4 separate regions of the Pan troglodytes genome follow, and all the other regions are linked to region 4. Evidence: chromatin contacts called from public HiChIP or PLAC-seq data. All regions are on one chromosome and are shown on one strand. Each heading gives the region's core, a stretch centred on a gene start, on an enhancer-like site or on the middle of the called end of the contact. The rest is flanking DNA. Distances are from core to core; before and after follow the strand shown. Region 1 holds the start of VAPB (VAMP associated protein B and C). Region 2 holds the start of LOC100612020 (serine/threonine-protein phosphatase 4 regulatory subunit 1). Region 3 holds the start of ANKRD60 (ankyrin repeat domain 60). Region 4 holds the start of NPEPL1 (aminopeptidase like 1).

Evidence for each region. HiChIP or PLAC-seq counts read pairs in DNA pulled down with a chosen protein or histone mark.
Region 1: a contact with region 4 is called in an H3K4me3 HiChIP or PLAC-seq map of stem cell-derived excitatory neurons, with 6 times the contacts expected there. The contact joins the promoter of VAPB here to the promoter of NPEPL1 in region 4. A contact is called at or near these places in 1 of 7 Hi-C or Micro-C datasets (blood) and 1 of 1 datasets of contacts at active chromatin or transcription factors (stem cell-derived excitatory neurons).
Region 2: a contact with region 4 is called in an H3K4me3 HiChIP or PLAC-seq map of stem cell-derived excitatory neurons, with 6 times the contacts expected there. The contact joins the promoter of LOC100612020 here to the promoter of NPEPL1 in region 4. A contact is called at or near these places in 1 of 7 Hi-C or Micro-C datasets (stem cell-derived neural progenitor cells) and 1 of 1 datasets of contacts at active chromatin or transcription factors (stem cell-derived excitatory neurons).
Region 3: an H3K4me3 HiChIP or PLAC-seq map of stem cell-derived excitatory neurons shows a contact between it and region 4, with 15 times the contacts expected there. The contact joins the promoter of ANKRD60 here to the promoter of NPEPL1 in region 4. A contact is called at or near these places in 2 of 7 Hi-C or Micro-C datasets (blood and stem cell-derived neural progenitor cells) and 1 of 1 datasets of contacts at active chromatin or transcription factors (stem cell-derived excitatory neurons).

Annotation. Positions count from the first base shown.
Region 1 is chr21:64,680,349-64,683,898 of NHGRI_mPanTro3-v2.0_pri, reverse strand. It overlaps VAPB (VAMP associated protein B and C), which reads right to left and starts at 2,245. Exons shown (of 6, transcript XM_001135464.6): 1 at 1,811-2,245. The coding sequence starts at 1,868.
Region 2 is chr21:64,600,022-64,603,645 of NHGRI_mPanTro3-v2.0_pri, reverse strand. LOC100612020 (serine/threonine-protein phosphatase 4 regulatory subunit 1) reads left to right here and starts at 2,151. Exons shown (of 20, transcript XM_063802679.1): 1 at 2,151-2,332; 2 at 3,378-3,422. RAB22A (RAB22A, member RAS oncogene family) reads right to left here and starts at 2,810. Exons shown (of 6, transcript XM_016938175.3): 1 at 2,656-2,810; 2 at 1,547-1,626. The coding sequence starts at 2,691.
Region 3 is chr21:64,518,272-64,522,045 of NHGRI_mPanTro3-v2.0_pri, reverse strand. It overlaps ANKRD60 (ankyrin repeat domain 60), which reads left to right and starts at 1,407. Exons shown (of 4, transcript XM_003317018.4): 1 at 1,407-1,845. The coding sequence starts at 1,407. LOC100612020 (serine/threonine-protein phosphatase 4 regulatory subunit 1) reads left to right here. Exons shown (of 20, transcript XM_063802679.1): 20 at 1-1,118.
Region 4 is chr21:64,943,440-64,947,402 of NHGRI_mPanTro3-v2.0_pri, reverse strand. NPEPL1 (aminopeptidase like 1) reads right to left here and starts at 1,963. Exons shown (of 19, transcript XM_063802671.1): 1 at 1,055-1,963. The coding sequence starts at 1,135.

The sequences.
Region 1 (3,550 bases), core at 996-3,495, 260 kb after region 4:
TGGCTGTTATTCTTATCTGCCCCCTTCCCTAAAGTACTGGGAGGAGGTTGAGGGAAAATGGGAGAGTACAGCTGATATGACTTGGCTTCTCTGGGTATCTGACACACAGATCAGGTACTCAGTAAATGTTTGTGGACTAACCGAATGAACCCACCAATTATCGGGAGAAGCCAAGCCAGGCCTCCCAGATAGAGAAAGAACTTCAGACAACTCAAGTGGAAACTATGGCTCACTATTTTCACTTTAGCTACCTGGACTTCTTTCCCAATCTGGCATCCCCAGAAGGCCATGAGAACATCATGAAAGCTCAAGTACTATCCTGGAATTACAATCCACGGTAGGTTTGGTGGGGTTTTTCGGGTTTTTCATTTTAATTGGAAAGCCTTTGGTTCTCTGTAAATTCAGAGTTATTTCACATTGTTAACTTGGAAGGCAAAGTGACAGCCACCGTTCTGGAGTATTTCCCAGCGATCAGACAGCATAACGGTTAAGAGCGTGAACTCTGAAGTCTGGGTTCAAATGTACCATTTGCCAACTGGGTAACTTTGGGTAAGTTACCCTACACTACTTCCCAATAGGACATATAAACTGGAGAGCCTCTGGCCATTCATTCCTTCATAAATACCAACTGAGCATCTACTGTGAGTCCGGTGCTAGCGATATAGTGGAGACCTGGCCTTCCAATCTAAAGTACGCTTCCATGGAGTCAGACTGTTCCATTTCCTACACAGCACTTAGCACTATCTGCAATGATCTTGTGTGTTGGTTTGTCTGTCCTCGTCGGAAGGTAAGCTCTGTGAGAGCAGAGGCCTTATCTGTCTTGTGCATCCATCACCTCCCCAGAGCCTCCCACATCACTGGATACACGCAAAAAGAAAGAATGAGCATGTCAGACAAGAACTTTTACCTCGTAGCCCTGGTGAAGGTAGGAAAAAAACAAAAACAAAAGTAACAACATAGAAAACATAAAGGCACAAATTACAGAGGTAATAGTATCTGGGAGAAACCAGGGTCATGGCTTCCCATCGCCGCAGGTATTGCTCCAGACAGCTCTGCGGAGAAAAAGGATCCCAGCACCCTGGCAGCCTCCTTGCGCCGCATCCAGGAGACAGCATGAGGGACACAGTGAAAGGAAAATGGGCCCAATCCCATCAGAAGTCCTGAGGAGGTTCATTTGTTGGTTCAACATGTTCATCTGTTGGTTCAACAGGTATTTATTTACTAGGCGTATAATGTGTGCTGGGTACACAGCAGCGAACTGACAAGAGCCTGTCCTCATGCAGTTTCCCTTCTAGTATTGAAACAGTGATTTTGGGTATGAAAAGTGCCGTGCTGACCACGAAACAGTGACGGAATACGGAATGACAGCAGGTGTGCACGGTGGCTGGGTGGTCACAGCAGGCCTCTCTGAGCAGGTGACACCTCAACTAAGCTAAGACCTGAGGTCAACACTGTCACAGAGCAGGGGAAGAAACTTCTAGGCAAAGGCAGCGGCGGAGGCTCACACTAGAGAGGATCACAAACTGGTAAGTTACAAAGTGACAAGTGCCTCGAAGGCAAGTCCCAGGAGGCTGGGGGTCGGGGAGGAGGCGCAGGCCCCGGCTCCCGCACCAGCCCTCTCGGGTCCCGGCCACTCCGGGCAGTTCTGGGGAGCGCGGCGAGCGCCAAGGCCCGGCCCGGCCTCGCCGCCCCCCGCGACAGCGCCGTCGGGGTGGGGACGAGGGCCGACGTCACCCGCCGCGCCGGGCTCCGTCCTTCCAGCACTGGGGCGGAGGCCGCGGGCAGGAAGGTGGCGGCCTCTGGGGCTTACCTCGGAATTTGAGCTCGTGCTGCGGCTCGAGGCTCAGGACCTGCTCCACCTTCGCCATGTTCCTTAGCGGCGGAGCACCTTTGGCGGGGAGACCCCTGAGAGGTCACCGGGGCGGGAAGCGTTAATGCTGCGCCCGCTTTAAGTTTTACAAAAAGGCGGGGACCGGTCGGGGCACGGGCGGGGGGTCCTCTACGGGGTGGGCGCGCTGGGGGGGGTCGGTCTACGCGGTGCAGGCGCAGGGGCGGAGGGCGAGGGCGAGGCCGCGGTGCCCGGCGAGCTGACGGCACGCACGCACGCACGCACGCACGCAGAGTCGTACACACGCACGCACGCAGCAGGCTGGCCCGCTCTGGCGGCGGGAAGCTGCGCCCTGCGCCGCCGGCTCCAGGGGCGGGGACTAAAGCTGCGCGCGTAGAGCCCCTTCCGGGACAGTGCGCGGGCGCGGCACAAGCCACGGGGGCGGGACTGCGGGGCAGCAAGGGGCGGGGCTTCGGGCCGCTCAGGAGGCGGGGTCAGTAGTCCAGCTACGACAGCCACCGCGGAAACTATTAAGGGCCCGCTGGGGGCCAGCTTCGTGTTAAGTGCTTTATTCAATAATAACAATTAGAATAAACTTCCACTTTTCTCTTGCTTATGTAGTGCCAGGCACTGTTAGAGACTTTGAATAATAGTGAAAGTACTTAGTATAAGTATAATGTTTATGGGTGAGTGATATGGGCTAGGCACTGTGACGTCTTGTAAATAATAATTATAAATATAATAAACTACCAATTATTGCTTATTTATTTTGTATCACTCTACTGAATGCTTCCAATAACAACAGCAACTACAATAAATACAAGCTACTCTACGTTAAATGTTTACTATGCAACTGGCACTGTGCTGAATTCTTTACTAGTAAATTCTATTTGTGTATGCAACAAATATTTAGAAATACAATGATCAGAAAAGCGAACCTGATTCCAATCCTTTTACTATAGCCTAGTGAAGAGACATCTTTTGAATAAATAACCACACACGTAAGTTAAATAATTAAAAATTGCTGGAGAATCCAGATCTGCTTGACCTCAAAAGTGGATACTGTACATCATGATTACCGTTTAAATTGTATTTCATTATATTATTTTACTATGGAAGTTAAATAGGTGTTCTTAATAGTCTCCTATACATACCGATATAGGTGAGACAAATGTGGCAAATTGCTAGCAATGGCTGACTCTACATCGCAGGTATATGGTTTTCTTGTACTGTTTCTCCCACTTTGCTGTATACTTGAAATTTTTCATGATAAAAAGGTTTTTTAAAAGAATAGTCTTTGTATTTTAACTGGAGCATTTAGTCCATTTACATTTATTATATTTACTAATATATCTGGAATTATTTCTACCATTGTATTTTGTTATTTCTATTTGTCCTGCCTGTTTTTTTTCCCCTTTCCTTTCTTCTTTAGGGTTTATTTTTATTCTCATTCTGATTTTCTTCACCTGTATACTCTATTTCTAAGTTTTAGTGGTTACTTCAAACTTTTGGGCATGCATACTTACCTTGTGAAAGTCCAATATCTTTAAATATTTGTAAAAATGTCTTTACCCTGTTTCCTTAAAATATAAAGACTTTGGAGTACTTTAATCACCCATCCTCTAAATTATACACCTTAATGTAGTGTATGTTAAGTTTAATCTTTGCCATTGTAACCCCAAGAGACATTACTAAATTGTTTTATTCAGTCAACATTAGTTT
Region 2 (3,624 bases), core at 902-3,401, 340 kb after region 4:
TTCTCTACTAAAAATACAAAAAAATTAGCCAGGTGTGATGGCAGGCGCCTGTAGTCCCAGCTACTGGGGGGGCTGAGGCAGGAGAATGGCGTGAACCCAGGAGGCGGAGCTTGCAGTGAGCCGAGATCCCGCCACTGCACTCCAGCCTGGGCAACAGAGCGAGACTCTGTCTCAAAAAAAAAAAAAAAAAAAAAAAGAAAACCAGCCTGAGTAATATGGTGCAACTCTATCTCTACTAAAAAATACAAAAAATTAGCCAGGTGTGGTAGTGCGCATCTGTGATCTCAGCTACCTGAGGTGGAAGGATGACTTGAGCCCAGGAGATTGAGGCTGCAGTGAGCCATGATTGTGCCACTGCACTCCAGCCTGGGTGGAAAAAAAAAAAAAAAAAGCAGACAAAAAATATTGAACACATAGGCGAGGTGTGGCAGCTCATGCCTGTAACCCCAGCACTTTGAGAGGTTGAGGTGGGCAGATCACCTGAGGTCAGGAGTTCGAGACCAGCATGGCAAACATGGTGAGACCTTGTCTCTACTAAAAATACAAAAGTAGCTGGGCGTGGTGGTGGGCGCCCATAATTCCAGCTACTCAGGAGGCTGAGGCAGGAGAATCGCTTGAACCCGGGAGGCAGAGGTTGCAGTGAGCCAAGATTGCGCCATTGCACTGCAGCCTGGGCAAAAAGAGCGAAACTCTGTCTCAAAAAAATCAATAAATAACCTCTGTCAGCAGGAGCTCATAATTTCTCAGGGGACAATCTTATGGCAGTTTCTCTCCTGGGCTGTAAAATATTTCTCTATTAGTCAAAGAATGATCTGCATAGAGCACAAAGGCCAATTTTATCCTAATGATGGATAACATAGATTTTTTCTTTAAATGCTGGAAACCATTTGAGGGTTTGATGATAAAACTAGAGCACAGCACCTATTTAGTTTTATAAGGTTAACATAATATTAAAGCCTATAAAACACAACTTCTTATGTAGTCAAAGGATTAGTATTGCGAAATGAAAAGTTTTCTTTAGCGTCAAAAACATATGAACAATCAACTTTACTTATCCATAGAACCAGAGAACTGAAAAAACCTTCCATTTCAATATGAATTTATTAATTTATTATTACTACCAGTACAGGAATGTGTAAGGGTTCAGATCTCAACCTACTACTTTCAGGAAGGACAAAAACCATTTAAATGTCTTTTACTTGATATGCCTGAAAGAATAGCACCAGGATCTATTTTCATCTGCCTTATTTCAAGGTGTAATTGTTGTTGATATTTATAGACCGAAGCTTCTGTGTCTGTTCTAAAAATTAGTAGAACTCCAATTCATACTTGCATTTTGAAGTTCTCACCCCCAACAAGTCCGAAGATAATTTTCCTAAAATACACAGATCCTCACTGGACTCTTTCAAGTCCTTCCAGAGATGATGCGAACCAGCGACTCAGAATTCAATGACTACAAAGCGCAGGGCCTACACCTGTAACACACTATGTATTTGGAAGGATTTTCAATGTACCTTTAGATGTGTATCAAATAAAAGTCTCTTACCCTATTGTTGGGTTGATGTTTGGATCAAAACTGTCTTCCACAAACCGCCACACAATACTCGATTTACCTACACCTGTATCCTGAAAGAGAACGAGATGAGGGACTGAGAAAAAGTTTACCTTTTGGCAGACACCAAAAACTACTTTGTGGCATAAGTTCAGGATTTTAGAAAAATCACCCTAGACGTGTAAATTTTATAAACGGAGGAACACAAAAGCGGTTGTCATAAAAATTCAGTAGAGTAATTAGGAAATTCCAACTGTACTAAAAGGGAGAGGTTTTTGCCGTTAAGACAGATTAGGACCTTTTGAGAGACCCAAAGTTTCTGCTTCGTGTAAAAAGTAACAAGTCCACTTGCTTTTTAACATATGTTAGTAAACTTTGAACTCCTGAGTTACCTCTGAGTAATCCCTGATGAATCCTAGCCCCACCCTATTTGGGGGAATAAAGATTAGTTATTGGAGTTCCTGCCGATCTTTAAGGCAGAAACTCTGGAATGACAGCATCAATTTCAGAAAGAAGGCTTTGAAATGGCCAACACCTTGTCTTTCCTGACAAGACAGGAAGCTGAAGCTTCAAACTAGTCTTTGGGGCTTCCTGATTTGAACACCCCTTTTCTCCACAGGAAGAGTTACTTGGCAAAGTAACTCTTTGGAGAAGTGGCAGGGGTATCCCACAAGTTCAAAAACACCCAAGAGACAAAGTAGGCTAATGCTGCTTGTAAAACCTAAAGACCTGTTATTGGTTTTACTTTGGAAGACTTGGCCAACTCCCAATAATACCTTGGTAAGTTGGGAGAAAACTATTTAAGAACCTCTCTTAACCCAGATGCAATAGAGAGGCAAGGGGGGGCTGTTTGCTCTTTGTGGGGCGGGAAGAGTCCACGGGCTCCAGGGAGGGGAAGGGGAAGGGTCCCTTCGGCCTCCAGGACCTTTTCGAGGGTGCAAGAGGTGGGCGGGACGGCTCCCGAGCTGGAGGGAGGGTCCACGGGGCTGGCAGACAGCGTCTCGGACGTGGGAGGGGGGAAGGGATGAGGGGACAGGGGGGATCCGGGGTCCCCGCCAGCCCAGCCTCCCGTGGCCCTCCCGGCCGGACCCGTCGCCACTCACCCCGAGCAGACACACTTTGAGCTCCCTCAGCGCCATGGCCCGGGAGCCAGGGGCGCGGGCCCGCCGCCGCCCTAAGTTGAGAAGGGAGAGGCCAGGCCCAGCAAGAGCATCCCCTGGCGCCGCTGCCGCCGCACGGCCCAGCCCCGGTCCGCGCAGAGGCGGCTGCCGCCCGTCCTCCGGCCGTAGGTCCGGCCTGTCCGCTGCCAGCCGCGTGGGGCCCGCCTTAGCAGCCGGGACGCCGCCGCGGCCTTCCGGGAGCCGCCGCCGCCGCCATCTTGGGACGCCGGCCGCGTCACCTGACCTCCCCGCCCACCTCGGCAGCCACCTTCGCTGAGAGGGCGGGGCCGGCCGGCCGGCGCGGATCGGGGGCGGGGCCCGAAGCCGACGGCCCCGCCCCTGTCTACAGGGCCCCGCCCCTGTCTACAGGGCCCCGCCCCTGTCTACAGGGCCCCGCCCCTGTCTACAGGGCCCCGCCCCTGTCTACAGGGCCCCGCCCCTGTCTACAGGGCCCCGCCCCTGTCTACAGGGCCCCGCCCCTGCCGGTCCCGCCTCCATGCCCATCCCAAGATGGCGGGTGAGTGGGGCTGGGCTCGGGGGATGCCAGGGGTGCCCCTCTCTCTCTCGCCCCGTGACCACCCCGCGAGGCCGAGGGGCCCCTGCCCGACCCCGTCCCCTCTCGCCGCAGCCCCCTGGTAACTCCTTGTGTGTTTCTTGGTTTTCAGAGATCCCCCTGTACTTTGTGGACTTGCAGGATGACTTAGACGACTGTAAGTAAGAGTTGGGGCACCCCTGTCCCTCCCTGGGACCCTCTCAAAGAATTCAGAGTGCACGAAGCGCGGGGCGGGGGAACCTCAAGCCAGGCCCTCCTTGTCGGGACCAGAACATCGGGACCCCCAACTGCCTAGATCCACTGGTGGTGGTCCCTCCTCCCTGGGCGGGGCGGGCTGAGGGTGGGAGCCCTTCCCTTCC
Region 3 (3,774 bases), core at 158-2,657, 420 kb after region 4:
AGTAGAATTATTCAACTGGAATCTTGTATTCTATTCAGAGCTTAATTTTCCGTTAAGGAAAAAAATGAGCTTCAGTTTGTGTTGTGATGTGTATAATTTGCATGCTGAATCACAACATGCTTGGAGAGATTGTAGAGACTCTTTGGTAAATAATCTAACCTTTACAATTTCCGTTTATATGTTAACATTTTTCTATAATATGAGTGCCTTTCCAATGCAAAGATATTTTTTATGGCTGTAATTTCTCTGTAAAAATAATTTTTAAGCGTACATTTTATTCTTTTTTTTGCAACAACCGAGATTTTTCCAAGATTGTTCTGTTTCCCCTTGCCCTCCTAGCTCCCGCCCCCATCACTTCGGCGCTTGTATTTTCTAATTATTCATGGGTGCCATGTTGAGTGTTTGTAATTTGACCACCACAGGTAAGCTTCCTGTTTACTTGAACACTCAGCCTCATCTCCGGCGAATGAATGGAAAAGCACAGATGGGTTTCTCCCAGGCATAGCTCACTCCAAAGGTGTCTTCATAGAGCCAGCCCAGCCTTTCTCAAGGGAGCATTTCCCCACTTAATGTGTTTATCAGTATCTTTCTTCCGCCAAGAATTCAAGAGCATTTTCAAAATTGATAGATTTTGGTGCAGTTTTGCAAGTTTCCATGGAAGGCTGTCTCCCACTTCTGGGATCCACCCCCAAGTCGGGACCAGATCGGCTGCAGGGAGTCATGTTTATGAAATGGTGGTGGTTTTTTTTTTTTTTTTTTCATTCATACTAGAAGTGTTTTTATAACGAAAATCTGCACTTTACAACTCTGCAGGCCATGCATGCAATGGTGATTTACAGCCTTGTTTACGTGTAATTCCTCCAGGTAATTTATCCCAATTTATGCAAAGATCCTATTTTAAACAGACACGGAGAAGTGGTAACCGTTTCCTAACAGCAGCAAGAATGCCCCTTCCGTTTGCCTGGTGAAAAGAACTGACATTAACAGCAGCTTGGAGGCTTCGAGGAGGTGGGGACGTGGCCTGAGCTCGGGACGGGGGGCCCAGTGCCGGTTGTCGGAGCGTGGCCGCCCGGCGATGTCTCTGTATTTATCAATAAATCTCCCGGTTGCTCTGGGAAGCACTTATGTCCTGTTCCATTATTTAAGAACCGTCTCCCGCGGCCACGTGAAACTGCGGCTTTGTTCATCGCGGAGCGGGAAAGGACTGCGAGACCTTGGGGGGCCGCCCGCCCATCGGTCTCCCTGGGGGCTCGGGCGGCAGGCAGGGAGGGGCCTCGCCTTGCGTCTGGAGGGGGCGGTCCTGGCGGGGCCTGGGCGTCACAGTGGGGCGGGGGGGGGCATGGGCCCGCCTTGGGGCGTCAGGGCGGGGGCGGCGATGACGCGTGGCCACCGCACTCGAGCCGCGGATGACGCGCGGCCGCGCCTGGGCTATGCGGCGGGCGGCGGCGGGGGCGGGCGGAGCGCGGGCGGCGGGGCCAACTGGGGGCGCCTCTCGCCTGCACCCCAATGCGGGACGCAGGAGCGGTGCGCGGGCCGGGGCTCAGGGGTGCGGCGGGCCCAGGGTGGGCTCGGCGGGCTCGGCGGGCTCGCGGGCTCTCCCCGCGCAGCCCCTGGCCTGTGCCCGCGGCCGGAGCCAGCGGCTCGTCTGTGACCCGAAGGCCGCGAGTGCCTTGCCCGACTTGGCCCCTGACGTCTTCGTCCTGCGGGTGCGGCTGGAGGAGACGGGGGAGATGTTCCGAGTGGCAAACTGCCGCGGCGACATGACCGTGCGGGAGCTCAAAGAGGAGCTGGACCTGATGGTCGGCATCCCCTTCAACCTCCAGCGGCTCCAGTACCTCGACGAAGGTGGCTCCTGCCCTGACTCCTTCCCTGGCCACATGCAAGGGCACCCTGTCCACTTCTGAAGTGGATTCCCAAAGGGAAGCCTGCTTACGTGAGAAACCCCAGATGTCAAAGCAAACCCCTGAAACCCAACCACCCTGAAACCCAGATGGAAGGGCCACTTAGGGTCCTGGCCACAGAGGGACTTCCCAATCTCAAACACACGGCGTTCAAATTGGACTCCCAATCAAGGCAAACCTGGTCCACAGCAGGACCCTAATCCACAAGCAGGTCCTGCCTGGATCGGGCTGCATCTGCCAACCCTGAGCAAATCCTGTCCAAGCCAGGACCCCCCAGAAGCCAGACCCTCAGGCTCCCCATGTCTTCATAAGGAACCCAGGTCCCAAAGCCAACTCTGTTCATGTAAGACTTGTCTGAAACAAAGCCTGTCCTCAGCAGAACCCCCAAACCCAAGGCAAGCCTGCCCATGTCAGTACCCCAAACTCAAAGCAAACCCCAAGTCCTTCTCCATGCTGGTCTTGAGAACATTAGAACCCCAAATCCTCTAGCCAACCATGTCCACGCAAACATGCCAAACCTGAAACAAACCCTGCTGACCTCAGGACCCACAAATCCAGAACAAAATTGCCCAACACCAAACCCCAAATCTCTAGGCTAACCATGACTACTTCAGAACCCCAAATCCTCCAGCTACCACATCCCCCCCAGGATGCCAGGGCTTGAACAAACCTTGACCACCTCAGGACCCCAAAATCCAGAGCAAACATGCCCAACTGAACCCCAAATCTCCAGGCTACCCATGACTACCTCAGAACCCCAGATTTTCCAGCCACTTTTGTCTTGCAAGGATGCCAAATCAAAACAAACCCTGTCCATCTCAGGACCCCAAAATCAACAAACCAGCCCAAGACTCAACCCCTAATCTCCAGGCTAACCATGACTACCTCAGAACCCCAGATCCTTCAACAACTGTGTCCACGCAAAGAGGTCAAAGCTGAAACAAACTCTGTCCAGTTTAGGACCCCAAAACCAAGAACAAACCTGGCTAAATCTGAAATCCCAAATTGCCAGACTAATTATATGACTATTAGAACCCCGAATCCTCCACAACCATGTCCACACAAGGATGCCAAAATCTGAAACAAACGCTGCCCACCTCAAGACCCCATATACCTCTGTGCAAATTCTGCCCATGTTTGAGCCTCAAACCCTGAAGCTATGCCTGGCCATAACAGAACCCTAAATCCCAGAGCAGACTCTACCCACGTCATGACCCTCAATTGCCCAATTCTGGACCCCCGGCATCCAACTAACCATTTGTGCATCTGAACCCCAATCCATTAGCCACTTCTGTCTACATAAAGATGACAGAGCCCAAAATGAACCCTGCCCACATATGGACCCCAAAATTCAAAGCTAACTCTGCTCACATCTAAAAGGCAGTCACCGAGCTCACCATGACCATACCAGAACCCAAATCCCCTCAAAGTATCTTCATAAGGGCTCCAAAGAATGAAGCAAACTCTGTCCACAGCAGGACCCCAAAGCTCAAGTCAAACCCACACATATCTGAACCCCCAGATATGAAACCGTGTCTACATCAGCACTCCAAGGTTGAAGCTGGCCGTGTCCATGTCAGGAAGTCAAGGTTCAAACAAAACCTTGCCTCCATGAGTACCCCAAAACTCAAAGCAAACTTTTCTTGTATATGTAACCCAAATCCTTCAGCCAACCTTATTTATACCAGAACCCCAAATTCCAGACCAAACCCTGCATATAGCAGGAGCCCAAATTTTGAGCTGATTTTATCACCATGAAGACCCCCAAATCTCAGGGCAGATGTGCTCGATTCCTACCCTCCAAATGCCACACTACTCGGGGCTACATCAGATCCCCACATCCCAAAACAAGTCCTGCCCATACGAGGACTCC
Region 4 (3,963 bases), core at 714-3,213:
AACGCTGCTTCTATTCCAACCTAGCCTGCCTACAGCAGGTAGCCTGAACTACAGCCAGTTTCATAACTTCACTTTTCAATTGAAGACATTACAGAGCTAACGATCACTGTCTGGTATAGATCATCCAGACTCGCCCCTTATTTAACAGAGCAGTAAACTGAGGCTCAGAAAGGGAAAAGTAGCCCCCATTAAAAACAAACCCCAAACAGTAATTTTTCCAGGACCACCCTTAAAAAACGCTACTGCTAGGCTAACTAAAGGTTCTGGTTAATTAAAAAAAAAAAAGTGCTATTTTACGGGGTTAATTTTCACATATACCTCCTCAGGCTTTTTTTAAAAAGTTCGAATGGAGAGGAAAGCTTAATTTCCTGTCTGGGAAATGGAAAGTGAAGAGGCTAGCACCTTGAGTCTCACAAACGCAAGCCCCCAGGAAGAACAGTGAGGCAATTACTCACAGGGAACAAGGCCACACAGAGGGCTGCGGGGCCGTTAAAAGAAAACGGGCGGAAAAACAAAACAAAACAACAACACAACTCCCTCCTCTTTGAGGGGAGGGAGTCGTTCATTTTGCAAGGATTTGGGTCTACGATCCCGCGACCCAGCCATTAGGACCAAACCGAGGCTCATTACTGGGGGGAGGGGAGCTTCAAACAAAACGAAACAAAAAGGCTTCAGAAAGGCCCAATGCTTCCCAATGTTAGCGTTAAAACATATGTAAATTACAGGCGGCCTGTAGCGCAGTGACGCCAAGGCGGGGGGTGCGGGGGGGGTGCTGCGGAAGTGAGGAGAAGACGGGGCAGAGGTGGAGCTGCGGCCTCACAGCACCGCTTCTTCCCCATCCAGGGCTACAGATGCCCCCTGACTCTAGCCAAGAGATCTTATTATTCTTAGTCTTATTATTCTTATCTTCTTTTTTTAAACAGAGAGACAGACAGAGACAGACAAACAGGCAGAGCCGCAGTGCACACGGTCCGTGTGTCGGAGAGGCCGCCAGGAGACTCACCGCAGCAATGCTACGTGAATGCAGAGGGCTGGAGGTGGTGTGACTACTCACTTGCTCGGCTAACAGCTGCCGGTTTTGGATGGAATTATTCCGCAACAACAAGAAAGCGTCGGTTAAACGCCTGGTGGCCATGTCTCACCCTTTGCGACCCCCCTCTCAGGGGCCCCCCGCCCACTTATATTCCTGATTTATTCACTTTCTTTCTCGTGGCCCGGCTGGCCCACCCTTTCACGGAAGCTTCTCGACAAGGCCTCAGGCCTCAAGCCAAAAAGATGCAGCTGTGCGCTTCGCCAAGGCGTAGAGACCCCTCCCCAAATAACTACCTAGGCTTTCCAATTGTCTGACTCCCCCTACCCAGGACAGACTTCGATCTCTAAGCACTTGAATCCCCCCAATCCTTGCGTAGCGATCCAACGTCCCAGAGACCCCCACCCCAATCCAACCTTGGATCTACAAGCGTCTAACTCGCCAATCCGGCTCTAGACTGGGAGGCCCTGAAGCCCCCTACTCCCTGAGACCCCCCAAAGGTCTCTGCTCTCTACCCCTAACTTTGGCTCGTAAGCGTCTAGGCCGTGCCGTGAGGTCTGGCTGTGACTCAGTTTCCGCACCAGAGGCCTGGCCTAGGCCCTCTTTGGACAACCGGAGCCAGGCTTGGGGCCTGGACTCGAGGGCGCCTGCAGCTCCCTTCTGGGGACTTGTCTGAACCTGCTGAGGCCCTGCCCGACCTCCTGACCCCTTCCTTTCCTGGACGGCCTGGTCCTCCACTGCCAGCAGGCTGCCGGCCTGCAGGAAGACAGCAGGGCCTGCCTCCCCGGCCTTCTCACTCCTCTTCTCCGGCTCCCTCCATCCCCGGATCTGACTGCAGCTCAGCCCCGGGCCGTTTCCGTGCTGTGGTCCCGGGTTCTGGCGTTCCCCCCTGGCCCTCTTCCTGTCCGTCCCTCGCGAGTGCCCCCCTGCGACGCTCGCAAGCCTTGCTCGCAACGTTCCGGGCGCGGGAGCTCCCTGCACTCCTGCCCCGGGGCACGGGAGTGCTCCGCCCTCTCCCGGGGTGCTCCTCGGGCGCCCTGTTTCGCCTCCCCCAACTGGGTCCAGGCACTAGGAGCAGGCCAACGAGCAGGCCTGAGCCTGGGGAGCGTGGCCCCCAGGCTGCAAACCGCTGCCAGGGCCCTTGGTCCCTGAATTAGAGTGGAAGTTGCGCGGCAGGCAAATTTGGGCTCCCCAAGAACTGAAGTTTTGGGCGCGGGGAGTTGGAGCGGGAGAGGAAAAGTTGGAGACGACTGCCTCTGCAGGCCGAGCACGCTCTACTGCAGGCGGCGGCGCTCGCTTTTTTTTTTTTTTTTTTTTTTTTTCCCACTCTGGAAAAAGATGTATCCGACAAACAACCAGGAGGAAATAAAAGAAAAAAAAAAAAAAAAAAAAAAGGAAGCGAGAACTCCAGGCAGCCTGGCCGCGCCGCCGCTGGCAGTCGGGGGTCTTCGGGGGCGCCCGCCCTCCCCAGCTGCCGCTTTCTGTAGGGGGCACTGCAGGGTCGTGGAATCTCAAGTGGAAAAGTTCCCCCGAAAACTTTGACACCTCCCACCCCCCTCCCCGCGAAAAAAATCTCTGTTCTCTGCCTGGGCCCTGGCCCTGCGACCCCCGCGCCCCCCCGTGCCCCGGGCCCGGTATTCCACGCTTGGCCGGGCCCGGGGTGTCCTAAGCACCTCGACTTGCCGCCCCGGGCCAGGTCGGCTGGGTTCGTGCAGGGGCTCCGCGGGGCCGCGTCGGGCAGGGGCCGCCCGGGCCCGAGCACGGCACCCACAAACAGGCTGGCGCCCCGCGACGGAGACCCGGGTCCGGCCCGGAGCCGCCCGGGAGGCTGGAGGCCAAGGGCCTGGCCCAGCGCGCGGCCGGAGCGGGTCGGGGGCGCAGAACTGTGCGGCGGCGCCTTCCGGGCCCCGGGCCTGTGCAGGGCCGGCTTCCCCTTGCGGGGCGAGGCTGCGGGCCGGGCTGCGGTGCGGGGTTCCAACAAAGGACCGAGGCCCAGAAGCGGCCCCCACGCGTCCTTTGTTTCTGCGTGGAACAAACTTTACACACGTGTGTGTTTTCCGAGGGTTTCCCGTGTGCTGAGCGCTTGCAAAGCGGAGTCGCGCCCGGGGAGACGCGAAGCCGGTGCCCGCGGCTCACCCAGGGACCCCAGCCAGACAGCGGCACCCGCGGGGCGCGTGCGGGACCCCCAGGCGACCGGGGGAAGAGCCGGTAACCGCCCCCCACCCGTGCTTTTTCTCTCACGGAGAATGTTCCCGCGCGTTCGTTGTGCAACTAAAAATTAATGTGAAACATCCATTGAGTCAAATAACAAAATGCATCCAACGAAACCCACATAAAATCGAGAGAGCCGCGAGCAGGGCTGGGCGAGTTCACTGTGAGGACCGGCTCTGGCTTCCGCGCAGCGCGGAGAGCAGGGCGCTCGCCCGGGGACGCTTCGCAGCGGTGGAAGATTCGGGCGACAGGGGACTGGGTCGCCGCGCGGGCCGGGCTGGAGGCTGCAGGGACTTGCTGACAGGCCATCCAAAGACAGAGGCCCTGGGGAGGGAAATTCGGGGAGCCCGTGTGCTTAGCGTAGCGCCCCGGAAAATATTTGCCCAATAAGGGAGAGTTTGTCCCCACACCGCGGCAGAAGCCCCCTGCGAGCTCTGACCCCAGTAGCACGGCCAAGCCCCCCCAACCCCGCTCCCCCCTTTAGGGGACAGGTATTTGTAAATAATAACTGAGCTGGTCGTCGGTAGGAGAATCAGGTTAGAAACATGGTCCCCACTCTCTTCCTATCTCCCCAGCGCTCATCACCTCACAAAGCAGGGGGGGGACTTGTTTACTTTTCCTGGCGCTCTCCCCCAGGCTAGAACGTGATCTTCTTCCTACGCAGGGACAGTGTTTTATTCATCTTTGTACCCACTGCCATCTCATCTGGCTTGGAACAGGCT